Linked DNA regions of Zea mays: region 1 is linked to region 2. Evidence: chromatin contacts called from public Hi-C data. All regions are on one chromosome and are shown on one strand. The core of a region is the stretch at or near the end of the contact, and the rest is flanking DNA. Distances in the headings are between cores, read along the strand shown.

The links. Hi-C and Micro-C count contacts between places; a contact is called where the count stands out from the background.
Region 1: a Hi-C map of leaf shows a contact between it and region 2, with 6 times the contacts expected there. The contact joins the promoter of LOC100281536 here to the promoter of LOC103633281 in region 2. A contact is called at or near these places in 14 of 25 Hi-C or Micro-C datasets (bundle sheath, ear, endosperm and 5 more) and 1 of 3 datasets of contacts at active chromatin or transcription factors (leaf).

Annotation. Positions count from the first base shown.
Region 1 is chr7:165,347,071-165,353,421 of Zm-B73-REFERENCE-NAM-5.0, forward strand. It overlaps LOC100281536 (CSLF3 - cellulose synthase-like family F), which reads right to left and starts at 1,362. Exons shown (of 3, transcript NM_001154454.2): 1 at 1,012-1,362; 2 at 1-652. The coding sequence starts at 1,259.
Region 2 is chr7:165,195,091-165,202,437 of Zm-B73-REFERENCE-NAM-5.0, forward strand. It overlaps LOC103633281 (putative mixed-linked glucan synthase 1), which reads right to left and starts at 1,944. Exons shown (of 3, transcript XM_008654984.4): 1 at 1,537-1,944; 2 at 503-1,274. The coding sequence starts at 1,802.

The DNA of each region.
Region 1 (6,351 bases), core at 112-2,611, 150 kb after region 2:
CTTTTGAGCTCCTCCTGCATCTCTCACGCTATTGTAAACATCGGATCTCTTGCGTATGGCATCAGGGAGGTTGTCCAAGCGCGCCTTGAACTCATCGTACTCCATCTGCACCCTCCTATAATCATTCAAGAACTCCTGCGTCACCCTTCCAGCCTGCGGCGGTGCCACATGCTCAAAATAGCTTTCTGGTGCCCTTGGCTCAATGGAGTACTTGCGGCAGAACGGAACCCATAGAGGCGCAAACTTTCCGACCTCGGCCAGTGCCTCATAGAGAACCAGCGCCCCACTATCATCTGAGAGATAGCAGGCTAGCCGATCGACTGGGTAATCGACAGACAGGATGGAGAGGACACAGTTCATGGTGTAGAGTATGGGCTCATCAATGGGGTCGGCAGTGGTGACGAAAACATCGATACCGGGGAGCCTAGAGGCGCCGCCGTCAGGGTAGCCAAAGTGCCGCTGGAGGGCGGCGAGATCTGGGATGGTCTTCACAGGGTTGAACTTTGGGAGCTGGTTGAGGAGCCACGAGAAGCCGAACCAGACGTCGCCGACGATGGACATTGTCCAGAACCACATGATGTCGGATTTGTTGTGCCTGATGCGCCACGCGAAGAAGGCGAGGACAGCGACTAATCGGATGATGATCAGCAACCTGTAACATGAAACACATGCTGTCAGGTCTCGAGCCAAAGAAACGCGAGCTGTGCTCTCGTGCGAGTGAGTATGTGACCAAAAATAGGAAATATCAAGCAATCTTTGTGCAAGATCTTTTCATTTCTTTGGCAATCCAGTGCTTGGAAAATGGAAGACGGTGAGCCATCTCATCGGTGGAGGCTCAGGTCAACGGTTATGCAGGCGAAGTCTAACAAGCAACTACTACTAGGAAACGCGCGTTTCCAAAGCAAAAAAAAAAATGTACAGCCTGTTTACATGGTGAACTGTAAACAAACAGTGATTATATTCCTGTTGGTGCGTTGCACATTCAGTCTAGCCGCTGAGCTGGCTTTTTACCTGTAGGGGTGCAGGAGGGCGCCTTTGACCTTATACTTCCGGAACAGCAGCGCGCGGCCGTCCTCACCGCCGGACTCCTTGGCAGCGCGCCTCTCGGCCTTGTCGGAGGCCACCCAGTACCTGCCCCTGGCGCCGTGGCCAGCCTTCCTCGCGGCGGCACCATGGCCGTTCGCGCTCACTAGAAGCGGGTCAGTGAGGCCGCCATTGGCCGCATACACGGCATCGCCCGCCGGTGCCGGCGAAGCCATGCCTTGCAGGTCCTAGCTAGCTACTACCTTTTCCTTCCTTTGGCAAGACCAGAGGTAGGTGGGGTGGGGGGGCACTGACACTCTAGCCAGTGTGCAGTGGCACACGACGGGTGGAAGCCTGGAGCAGCGACTTATATAGGAGGAGGCAGGAGCAGGACGGGCAGGCCGAAGCACGTACATGGGTGCGAGGTGCCTGGCAGAGGACCGGATGTTCGCAACTCTGCCTAGAAGTGCAGCAATTCAGACATGTCATATTGTACAGTCAATGGATCTGGCGGTGCCTAGTGTGTACAGACTAAACTACAAGCTATTCAAGCTCATGCAGAAAACGTGGACCGTGAGCAGTGAACGGGTGAACACAGAGCCCCGTCCATGTGCTGCTGCGGGCTAGCTGACCGCAACGCAACGGACGGAATTCACGGGAACGCACGTCGTGGCGGTGGTGCGGTGCACTACGTACGGCAAGTAGAGCGAGCGAGGCTGGAGCTAGCACTGTTAGCCATTTGCACCTGTGTCAGGCCAGGCCAGGCAAATATTGGTTACCCATCACCGTCTGTTTCTGTATGTCGGAGTTGTGACTAAAGTTAGTTGGCTGGTTCTGTAATAAGTTCTACTTGGCAGTTGGCTGGGTGCCTGGCTGTGCGCTGTGAAAGTGAGCTTCCAGCGCTGCCCCAGCATCGGCGAAGGAGGATTAGAAGATTGGACACGAAACCAGATCAATTTGTCTCTCCTTATGTTTTATTTTTTAATCTGGACCAATCACGCAACTGGGTCGCGCAGCTGCAACGATCGGATCTACCTCGGGCACGCAGCCCTAGCATCAGCAGCGCATGGGAAACTAGATCTTGTCAGTCACTGCCAGGGACACGGAACGGGAGAGCAAGAATACCATATTCTTGGCGCGGTTGTTTGTTCGCTTCTCCTTTCAGATCTAAAGGCCATTTAGCTTCAGTGCAAGTAGACGCTTGGTCTGGATGGCTGGAATAGTTTATACCCATCATGATCGTTCTGCGTGTTCCTGTCTGCCGTTGTTCTGTTTCCCACCCTGTGCGAGAACCTGATGGGTACATTTTTTTTAATATGTCAAGAAAAAATGAGCCTCTCTTGCAGCGATTTAGATCAGATCTGATGATAGGCTGCTAACACATCAAGTCCCGGTGTTCTGCTGTGATTTCGGGTGCATATTGACCGATACAAGGGGGTGGATTTAGAATTTTGTCCAATTGATTGCAGAAATTCACGTGCTAATAAAAAAACGAGGAGAATCTATGCATTTTTCATGCGTAAAAGAGTCATAGATTAAGATTTATATGAGCTGCTCATCATTTAGGGGTACAAGAATCCAGTGACTGAATAAAATTAGAGCCTGGGTTCAGTTATGGAAGAAGGAAATGTTCCGTGTCTCTCTCTCTCTCTCTACATAACTGATATTTCAACAATTCAACTGCAATTATTTGCGACCGCAAAACCAATTTTCTTTCTCGTATTGTGCTTTGTGACCTCGTCTACTGTATATACTTTTACCTAGTTACTAGTATAGTGTATCATAGTATCACTGTACGTGCTTTTCCTTTCTGACAAACTTTCTTAGCTAACGGGAAACTAATACATTTACCTAGTTACTTTAGGATGAGAGAGTTCAGACATCTGATGTTAAGTTCTCTCGGTAAAGTAAGTCTGGACAGCCTACAGCTTTTGCAAATGAGCATAGTTCGAGACCATAAACGAACATTCAGGCTTTACATCTGTGCTATGTCGCCATTAAAATATTCTTCTCCATTAGTGCTTCCCCGGTACCAGCTTTCCTTACATGTTGAGATCTTTCAGTTGCTCTTCAGCTGTAAAGGTGTCTCCAGTGATATGTTCAGGGCTTCAGGCACACAAGTTAGTGAACAGTCCTGCTGCTGTGATGCACCTCTGCTGCAGAGTATATGTAGTAAAACGGAGTCCCACCGGCATCTTTTACAGGTAGCTCTTCCTTTTTGAACCTTCCGTAGCTGCAAATTTAATAATTTATCTGTTTGTTTTTTAGGGAAAAAGGTTATTTTATATGTTTGTTTTTTAGGGAAAAAAGCTGTAGGGGAAACCCTACAGCAATTTTATTGAAACTTTTTGAGATGAAAAAAATACAAGCGGGATCAAAGAAAACAAGAAAGAAAGGAGCTATCGAGAGTTTAGACTAGCTTTAAGAGAGTGGTTAAATCTCAGCATTTGCAACTTCACTATATCGTTGAAGCAGCGTCGCCAAGAAGAAAAGGAAGGAACCTTATTTCTAAAGATAAAGATGAAGTCATTCCTCCGTTTTCAAATACACCAAACCATTAGTGGTAAAATTTTCCATGAAAAAACTGTGGCCAAAAGCACCCTTGGACTCATGAATCATCAAAAAGAAGTTAAGATTATGATTCCAATGAAAACCGTTTTTAAACAGTTGCTCGACCGTAGAGTAGCTCTACGGTGGATCTAATCTTGCATCAAACATTGACTGAAAACTTTGACAACTTGTACAACTGGTACTAAAAAGTAATGTGATTTGTAGTTTTCCATTAAAACCTGCAAAACTGCTGGCGAACAATTTCCAAACTGCATTTTTAAAAGGGAAATCTGCATACTTTTTAATACCCACTTTTTCTTTGGACACGTAATCATTCCCAAGCACGTACAAGGTAGCAGTGTAGCAGCTTTCTGCTCCAATTGGTGCGAATAATCATCTGAACCTTTTTGTTCTTGGAATCCACCAAAAGGTATACGTGAACACTATGCATGTTGTATAGTCAGTCAGATTTTCATCTGCCCAACAGGATATCGTTCAGTTTAGAGGGTGAGAAACGATTACCATTGACGGGTAAATTAGGAGTTGTAGGGGTTTATTTTTCTATGAAAGTATTGTCAGGACCATGGTGAATTGACATATATCAGAATTTTCCACACCATTGGATCTTGCTGTCTACTAAAAGGAATAGACAACCGAAACATGTCATTGTTCAGAGTTGCATCTAAACTAGTGTGACCACAAACCATCCAGTGGATCTTAAATCCTAAACTAATATTGCACCCTGGATGTAGATTGTAGAGTACACCTCATACGATGTTTTTGTAATCAGTTCTTTCGTCACATGTTTTATTGATCATGGGAACATGCCCATTAAACCTCCCGATGGTAGTTGGTAGGTCTGATTCAGACGCCGCATGGATCAGACTAGGTTGGTCTTTCTGACCTGTTTTTTTTTCTTCCAAAAATCAAAAGCCAACCAAAAAGATTGGCTCCTATCTAAAAGCATAGCAGAAAACAGTTTTTTTCAGTATAAATTTTGCAGCATCCTTATCTCTGCTTTCACTTAATTTTGGAGTTCAACTATTTACGAAAATTACCCACGTACCAATGATTATAGTCATATCGGCTTTTTTTTCTTCTATGCAGTCGTGGTTGTTGCTGTAGTACGAGCAGAAGTTAGACTTGGACTTAGTCAAAATAATTGTCTCAAATGATCAACACCTTACGCAAGATATTAGTAGTTATATTAAATACATGCCAAGAATCTAAGATACCAAAAAGAAGCCTAGATATGGAGACATAAATAAAAAATAAAGCCACCAAAGCTGAGACAAAACGATGGTGGAATTGAAATTGTCTCATGATTTTGGATCTGCTCAAATTAATATGACTTTAACTCTAAACGTTATGTCCAATGTATGAAAGTGTGTTGAAAAACAACATCTGACATTTATACTGGTCCAATCTAGTGCACACATGCCATAACAGTGACTCCTGTTAAAGCACTGAACATATCGGGTGCTCACAGAAAAAAAAACATTGCAACTGTTATTTTTTAACAGTTAAGTTCAGTGCATACATAGATTACTGCAAGTTTTAGCAACGACCAGTTTTGGACTTTGTGCCTATACTATCCCAACCAACAGACCAGGGCCGGGCCAAGGCATGTGCGACACGGGCCTCCAAAAATTGAGGGCCTCAAAACTCAGTACATGTATATATATTCTAGTTTTATGATTTTCTACACATGTTAATATATAACACATATTTTTCTCCCTACAATACCGCTGCGCTGAAGCGAAACTACCGAAAGCTCCACTAAAGAAAAAATCTTCATAGAATCTTAACATATATGTCCGCGTGAATGAAGTTCTCTAAATTAAAGCTACTAAATTCATATCTGTGTTCTACTATGATAAAAAAAAGACGTATTATTTAGCTACAATAGCATTCGAGAGCGAAGCTTTGGAGAAGATCGAATATAAGCATATTGTACAAATTTTCTTTAAAACCCACCAAAAGAGCGATGTTATTCAAATAAAATAGAAATGTTTCTTTAGATATTCTATTGCAATATATATTACTGTAATTTGCAAATTGTTATTACTGGTTTTTAATAAAAACATACATTACACTGCTTTAGATTTGGCACAGGGTCTCAAATTTCTCTGGCGCGGCCCTGCAACAGACCATTTAAAACGTGTGGGAGCTGAGAAACATACAAAAGGAGTTAGTGCTTTATTCTAGTGCTTTTCACTTGCATAGTGCCTAGTGGTATACATGGTGATTTTTTTGTATACGCTTTACGAAGTGTTTAGTCTAGTTAGACCAATATTTATGCGCTTGTTTTAGGTTTAAGTCTTCCCTGGCTAGTAGCAGGATCGCGAGCGAGCCCCCTGGAGCGCCACCGGTCTCGGTTTTATGCTCTATGTGTAGATCGACGAATAGAGAAGGAAGAAACGCGTAAACAAAGAAATGTATAATTTAGCGATTAACAGGTGGGGTTAAATATGACACATTGACACGTGAGGTCGCAACAATAGGTTTTGCAGAAGTCACAACTATGCAACCAAACAACTTTTTAGTTTCCTCACGACCTATATCCCACATCAACTTTTTAAAAAAGGCTAGAAGTCGAGCGAACCGGGACGAGGGCTCCATCACCGTATGCACAGTACAGCGCCGGTGACTCGCACGATCCGGAAAAGACGAGCATGTATATATAGTTCAAAAAAATACAGTACTAGAAGTCTACCGAACCGGCACGAGGGGAGGGTTCCATGTGCACAATACACCCGGTGACTCATGCAGGAATCA
Region 2 (7,347 bases), core at 694-3,193:
AGTACAACACACACATATATTAGAATAAACATTTATTTTGCAACTTATGAAATTTAGAAAATGTTCACCTAACAAAACCATTAGTCAACATCTTAATACTTGCTGTAATAAATTTTACAAAGAGAAAAGTTATAAACATATTTAATATAAGCAATTATTTATTAGTGAGGTATACTTCCTATATTTGAAAATATAAGACGCTTTGAGTTTTTTTGTAAATATATAGTTTTTGCTATACTTAGACCTGCATCTATCTAGATGCACGGTAGAAACAATATGTCTATCAGTCTACAGAGGAGATAAAATATCTTATAATCTAAAATGAAATGATTATTTGCCGTTATATAATACCTATATGTTCTAACATTTTAACTCGTGCGAAAGCATGAGTTGATGGACTATAGTGTTATTAGTTATTATTATCTCATACATGCACACAGTTTTGTTTGATGAATATATATTTTAATGAAGAAAAATAAAGTCAGGTGATGAAAATGTTTGCCTTAACAATTCCAGCGTGGTGTCCTTTTCTATGGTTCTCAGCTTGCTCAATCCATGTCCCAGGCCACTGCGTACCGTCAGCCATCCACGTCGCCTTCATCACCATACCAGCTTCGTCGTCCTTGGCATGCTTTCTGTTGTACGCTTGAGATCTTTGGCAGACGGTGCTGAAAAGAGAGTCGATCCTCACCTTGAACTCTTCGTATTCCCTGCGCATGCGCCTGTGATCGCTTGTGAACTCTCCCTGCACGCTTCCCGTGTACGGTTGGCGCCTCTTCACTCCAAAGTAGCTCTCCGGAGCTCTCGGCTCGACGCTATGCTTCCGGCAGAAGGGCGCCCATAGCCTGGCGAAACTCGCAACCTCGAGCATCGCTTCGTAGTGGACCAGCGTGCCGCCGTCGTCCGAGAGGTAGCAGGCGTACTTCTCGACCGGGTAGTCGGTGGCGAGGATGGAGAGCACGGAGTTCACCGTGTACAGTATGGGCTCGTCTACGGGGTCGACGGTGGTGACGAAGACGTCGATGCCGGGCAGCTTGTTGTTGGACTCGCCGCCGGAGGCGGAAGGCTGCTCGTACTGGTCTCTGATGGCGGCGAGGTCCGGGACACGCTTGATGGGGTTCAGCTTCGGGAGCTGGTTGAGGACCCACGAGAAGCCGAACCAGACGTCGCCGACCATGGACATGGCCCAGAGCCACACGCCGTCGCGGTTCCGGTTCCGGATGCGCCATATGAAGAATGCGACGATGGCGACCAGCCGCAGAAGAATAACAAACCTGGCAGAAAACGGGTCAACTCATTTCAAACTTTCTGAAACTTGCCGCCGTGGGCCATTTTTCTGAAGTCAGAGACAGCTTCAGTTGCAGTCAGTTTTTATAGTATATAATAGCAATGTGATGACCGTCTGACTGATGAGTAGTGCCAAGCTTTCTGTCCAGTTAGCATGCATTGTTCATTATATTGATGCAAACCATACACTGGCACCTAGGCTAGGAAGGAGAAGGAGAGGACAGTCTTGCACTGGACGGCCAGAATAACCTGTAAGGGTGCAGGATGCTGCCCTTGACCTTCATGGTCCGGAACAGCAGGGGCGGCTGGCTGGAGTTGCCTGCAGCTGCAGGCATTTCTCCCTCCTGGGCGGCCACCCAGACGTCGTTGCGCTTGGCGTTGGCGGCGGCGTCGTTGATCCGCTTGGCCACTGGCGAGTGGTCAGCTGCCGAGCTATTGCGCCTGCTCTCGTCGTCGGCGCCGCCATTGGTCGCCTCGACGTGGAGACCGACCCGGCGAGTCACTGCCGCGGCCATCTCGAACGGTGAGCCACGCCTAGTTCTAGTTCGTGTTGTGTTGGTTGGTGCATGCGGCCTGCCGACCGAGGGTTATATAGGGCGGTAAAGCAGAAAAGTTGGAAGACGGAGAGGAGCTGAGGCGACGACTGAAGAAGAGTCTGGTCCGTTATTCGGGGCATGTTGAGTTTGTGATCTAAATTCTAAAGAAAGCGACTAACTTGGCAAGTAAAGCGGAGGTCTGTCGCTGGGAGATCGACACCTTATAGTAAATCTACTGCGATCTATAATCATCGGAAAAATAGTTATATTGTTGCTGACCAACGCCTCTGATTTTTCTCCTTCGACCGAAGGGGTCTTCTCTGTGTTTGATGTACTTTGTAACCGAGCATCATATCGGGAGGAGTACAGACTACAGAGTACCAGCTGAGCTTTTCTTTCTTTCTTTCTTCAGCAATCAGCACGGTCAAAATACAGCAGAAGAGAAGCCGCCATTGCCGTGTACTTTTCCGTTCTTCGGATCAAGCTAGTAGTGCACTCCAGCAGAGAGCCACAGGTTCTGACCGATCAAATTCAGCGGGCCAACCAAAAGTCACCGTACCGTCTCGATTAAAGAAATGCTTCTTGGGTCGCGTGTCTCAATTTTTTAAATGGAATATGACATCTTTTACAAAAACGTGCACGCTACCCAATGCAAGAGACCATGTTGTTCGACATGCCTCCAGCTCCAGGTGAGAACGAGATTGTCACTTGCGCAGGGGGAAGGGATCAGCAAGTTCGTGGACGTTACTGTGCTCAGTCTGATCTGTGGATGCTGTTGTGCTGCCCAGCCCTGCAGCTGCTGTTCCTGACTGAACTTCGACGTCAGGCGAACAAGTGCCGAATCAGTTTCGGAAGCGCCGTGCGTTGTATCAGGATTGGCCGACTGCCAACTCTCCTGTCGCGACTCGCGACAGCAAAGGTGAAACCGAAGGCCCACCAGCGCTTACAGTCTCCATATAGCTAGCACACCAGCTTTACCTCGCCCACTGATATTTTGTGTGAAGTCTTTGCGAACAATGACGAACAAAAAAAAATCAAATACAGTACAGTTAGGCCCTCCCGTGGGCTACAAAATCGCTGTACTTCCCGTTTGAAAAATAAGGTGCAGATTGCTATCACCGCGAGGAAAAAAACACTACTGGAATCTTGCGAAGTTTGGCCAATCGTGTTCGCTGAAAATTTAGGTTAGATGTAACACGAGAAGCTCCATAATGACGATCCTAGAGATATTTGCAATGGTGTTTTTCAGTGCCGTTGGTGCTAAGGGCCAGTGGAAATCGGTATTTTCACTCACGGTAGTTTAGCAACCGCTAGTGGAAATTATATTGTCACTGGCGGTTTTATTAAGCAATTTTTGACTGACGATTTATTAAGCAAACCGTGGAAATAATATTTTCACTGGCAGTTTTATTAAGCAAAATGTCAGTGAAAATACATTTTGTACTGGCGGTTTTATTAAGCAAACCGCCAGTGAAAATACAAATACACTTTCCACTGTCGGTTTGATTAAGCAAACCGTCAGTGTAAATATACTTTCCACCATATGAAACTACTCCAATAAGCTACTATTCCACTAGAGTTGGTCTTTGCAAAACTCCTACGGTGATGACCATAAGAGCACTTTACAATCTAATGATCGAAACTGACAACAATTACTAATGCTGCTTGTTGGAGGCATGTCGAAATCCTAATAGAACAACAGTAGGAAAACATGTTTTTATTGTTAAAGGTTTGGAGGGAGAAGAGGTATGGTGAAGGATTTTTACTATCCTTTAACAATACACAAATGATAAGTTTTTTAAATATAGTTATTTAGTCATGCGTAAATAAAGATATTTCCATTTCTATATATTAAACCAGGACCCGATCCTCCCAAACCAAGGTGGTCACGTCGTCTAAATTTTGGAAGCCGTCGGATTGTTTCTCCATGATGAGATCCTACCGTCTAGCTATTGCACCAGTCATACAATCCCCGAAGCCTCCGGAAGCTTCTGGCCATTGCTCCCAGCTACGGATCGAGCGTTTTCTATTCTGACTTCTTCCTTCTAAAAGGTAGCACTCATTCTTTCTCTCTCTATCTCCCTCTCTCATTCGTGCCATGCATTGCCATTTCCCCTTCCTCACTCGCTCCGTCCAGTCGTCGGCGTGCCACCTGCTTTCACCGTCCATCCCTCTGTCCCCTACACTACCATTTTCTTAGCAGGTTGCCGGGTTGTGCTCGCACGCTCCATTTGGATGTATGTGTGCCACTTACTCCTACTATTCATGCCTCCGTTCCCACACCTGCTCCTGCCACCATCCCCTTCATCCCCTGCACCGCCATCAGCAGGTTGTCGGGCCATGCTTGCTCGCTCCGTCTAAACGTCGGCATGGCACTTGCTCCTGCCGGTCATGCCTCTGTTCCAGCGCCACCAGATCTCATCACGTATCCTTCCGCCGTGCTATAGACCATGAGCAGCTCCGTGCAGTAGTCGCTGCATTGGAATGTCGGCGCCGCCAAGGGAATTGCATTTTTGCCGCTGCTGTCGCTGTAGCTTTAGCCTGACACAGAGAAGATTTCTATATGTGTTTAGTTCAGCATCCCCTGTACAGATGGTTTGTCGTTGTTGGTACAACAGAAACAACTCTAGCTGGTCCCCAAAATCGATGCCCGTTTGTTGCAACACCTAATTGTGAACCATTTTTAATGTTTACACGTTATGTATATTTTTTTAAAACATAATGTTCTATGGTTCTTATTCAACGTTCTATGATTCTTATTTAAAGTTTGTGCATTATATGATTTTTTGTAATCGTTTGCTTTTCATTATTTTTAGTAGACCCGACGATTACATAGAAGGCTTTTTCGGTCTAAGATGGCCTCCACTTTTCTGAATATTATTTAGATTTTTATTAAAACTCTGCTCTTTTTCCCTGGTACATAATTACTGTGATAATTATTTTCAAAGATACCCTGCTTTCTGTTGTGGTAGTTTTTTTTTGCAGTGAACTATAAACTATGTTTGGCAGCACGGGCTTCGTTATCTTCTACAAATATGAGAACATTGTTGCTTGATCAAGGTTCCTTTTATTACACCTTTCTCTATAACTTCCTAACACGATGCTTTGCTCCTAATACATACCTTTGGAGCAGCTTACTATAAATATTAATTTACCATGATACTCTGTTTATTGTTCTGATTGTTTTTGTAGTGGGCTCTAAACTTGAGTTTAGCAACACGAGCTTCATTATTTTCTATATATATGCTCATAATTTTGCTATTTGATCAAGGTTCTTTTTACTACACCTTTTTTATACCTTCCTACCACAGTGCCTTTTTGAAAGGGAATTAGGCTTACACCTATTTTCCTAATTGATTTTGGTGGTTGAATTGCCCAACACAAATAATTGGACTAACTAGTTTGCTCTAGTGTATAAGTTATACAGGTGTAAAAGGTTCACACTTAGCCAATAAAAGATCAAGTATTGGGTTCAATAGAAGAGCAAAGGGACAATCAAAGGCATCTCTGGTCTGGAGCACCGGACTGTCCGGTGCACCACCGGACAGTGTCCGGTGCACCAGAGGACTCCAACCCAAACTCGTCACCTTCGGGAATTTCCAGAGGCGCTCCGCTATAATTCACCGGACTGTCCGGTGTACACCGGACAGTGTCCGGTGCTCCAAGGAACGGCGCCTCAGGAACTCGCCAGCTTCGGGAAACCGCGACGACTGTTCCGCTATAATTCACTGGACATGTCCGGTGTAACTACGGGGTAACGGCTATTTCGGCACCAACGGCTACCTGCAGCGCATTTAATGCGCGCCAGCGCGCGCAGAAGTCAGGCACGCCCATACTGGCGCACCGGACACTCTACAGTACATGTCCGGTGCGCCACCGGACATCCAGGCGGGCCCAGAAGATAGTGCTCCAACGGTCGAATCCCAACGGCTTTGGTGACGTGGCTGGCGCACCGGACATGTCCGGTGTGCACCGGACTGTCCGGTGCACCATACGACAGTCAGCCCCTCCAAACGGCTAATTTGGTGGTTGGGGCTATAAATACCCCCAACCACCCACCATTCATTGCATCCAAGTTTTCCACTTCTCAACCACTTACAAGAGCTAGGCATTCAATTCTAGACACACCAAAGAGATCAAATCCTCTCCAATTCCACACAAGGCTTTAGTGATTAGCGAGAGAGATTTGACGTGTTCTTTTGAGCTCTTGCGCTTGGATTGCTTCTTTTCTTTCTCACTTGTTCTTGTGATCAAAACTCCATTGTAATCAAGGCAAGAGGCACCAATTGTGTGGTGGCCCTTGCGGGGAAGTTTTTGTTCCCGGTTTTGATTTGAGAAGAGAAGCTCACTCGGTCGGAGGGACCGTTTGAGAGAGGGAAAGGGTTGAAAGAGACCCGGTCTTTGTGACCACCTCAACGGGGAGTAGGTTTGCGAGAACCGAACCTCGGTAAAACAAATCTTTGTGTCACACTCCTTATTTGCTTGAGATTTGTTTTGCACCCTCTCTCGCGGACTCGTTTTTATTTCTAACGCTAACCCGGCTTGTAGTTGTGTTTATATTTGTAAATTTCAGTTTCGCCCTATTCACCCCCCTCTAGGCGACTATCAATTGGTATCAGAGCCCGGTGCTTCATTAGAGCCTAACCGCTCAAAGTGATGTCGGGAGATCACGCCAAGAAGGAGATGGAGACCGGCGAAAAGCCCACTACAAGCCACGGGAGCACTTCATCGGAAGAATCCCGCACCAAGAGGAAGGAGAAGAAGAAGGACTCCTCCAAAGGGAAGGAGAAGAGATCTTCTTCACACCACAAAGAGAAGAAGGAGAAATCCTCTTCCCACAAGCCGCATCGGAGTGGGGACAAGAAAAAGAGGATGAGGAAGGTGGTCTACTACGAGACCGATTCTTCATCGGCATCCACCTCCGGCTCCGACGCGGCGTCCGTCACTTCTAAGCGCCAAGAGCGTAAGAAGTATAGTAAGATTCCCCTACGCTACCCTCGCATTTCTAAACATACACCTTTACTTTCCGTCCCATTAGGCAAACCACCAACTTTTGATGGTGAAGATTACGCTAGGTGGAGTGATTTAATGCGATTTCATCTAACCTCGCTCCACAAAAGTATATGGGATGTTGTTGAGTTTGGTGCACAGGTACCATCCGTAGGGGATGAAAACTATGATGAGGATGAAGTAGCCCAAATCGAGCACTTCAACTCCCAAGCCACAACCATACTCCTCGTCTCTCTAAGTAGAGAGGAATATAACAAGGTGCAAGGGTTGAAGAATGCGAAGGAGATTTGGGATCTACTCAAGACCGCGCACGAGGGTGATGAACTCACCAAGATCACCAAGCGGGAAACGATCGAGGGGGAGCTCGGTCGCTTCCGTCTTCGCCAAGGGGAGGAGCCACAAGATATGTACAATCGGCTCAAAACCTTGGTGAACCAAGTGCGCAACCTCGGGAGTAAGAAATGGGATGACCACGAGGTGGTTAAGGTTATTCTTAGATCACTCATCTTCCTTA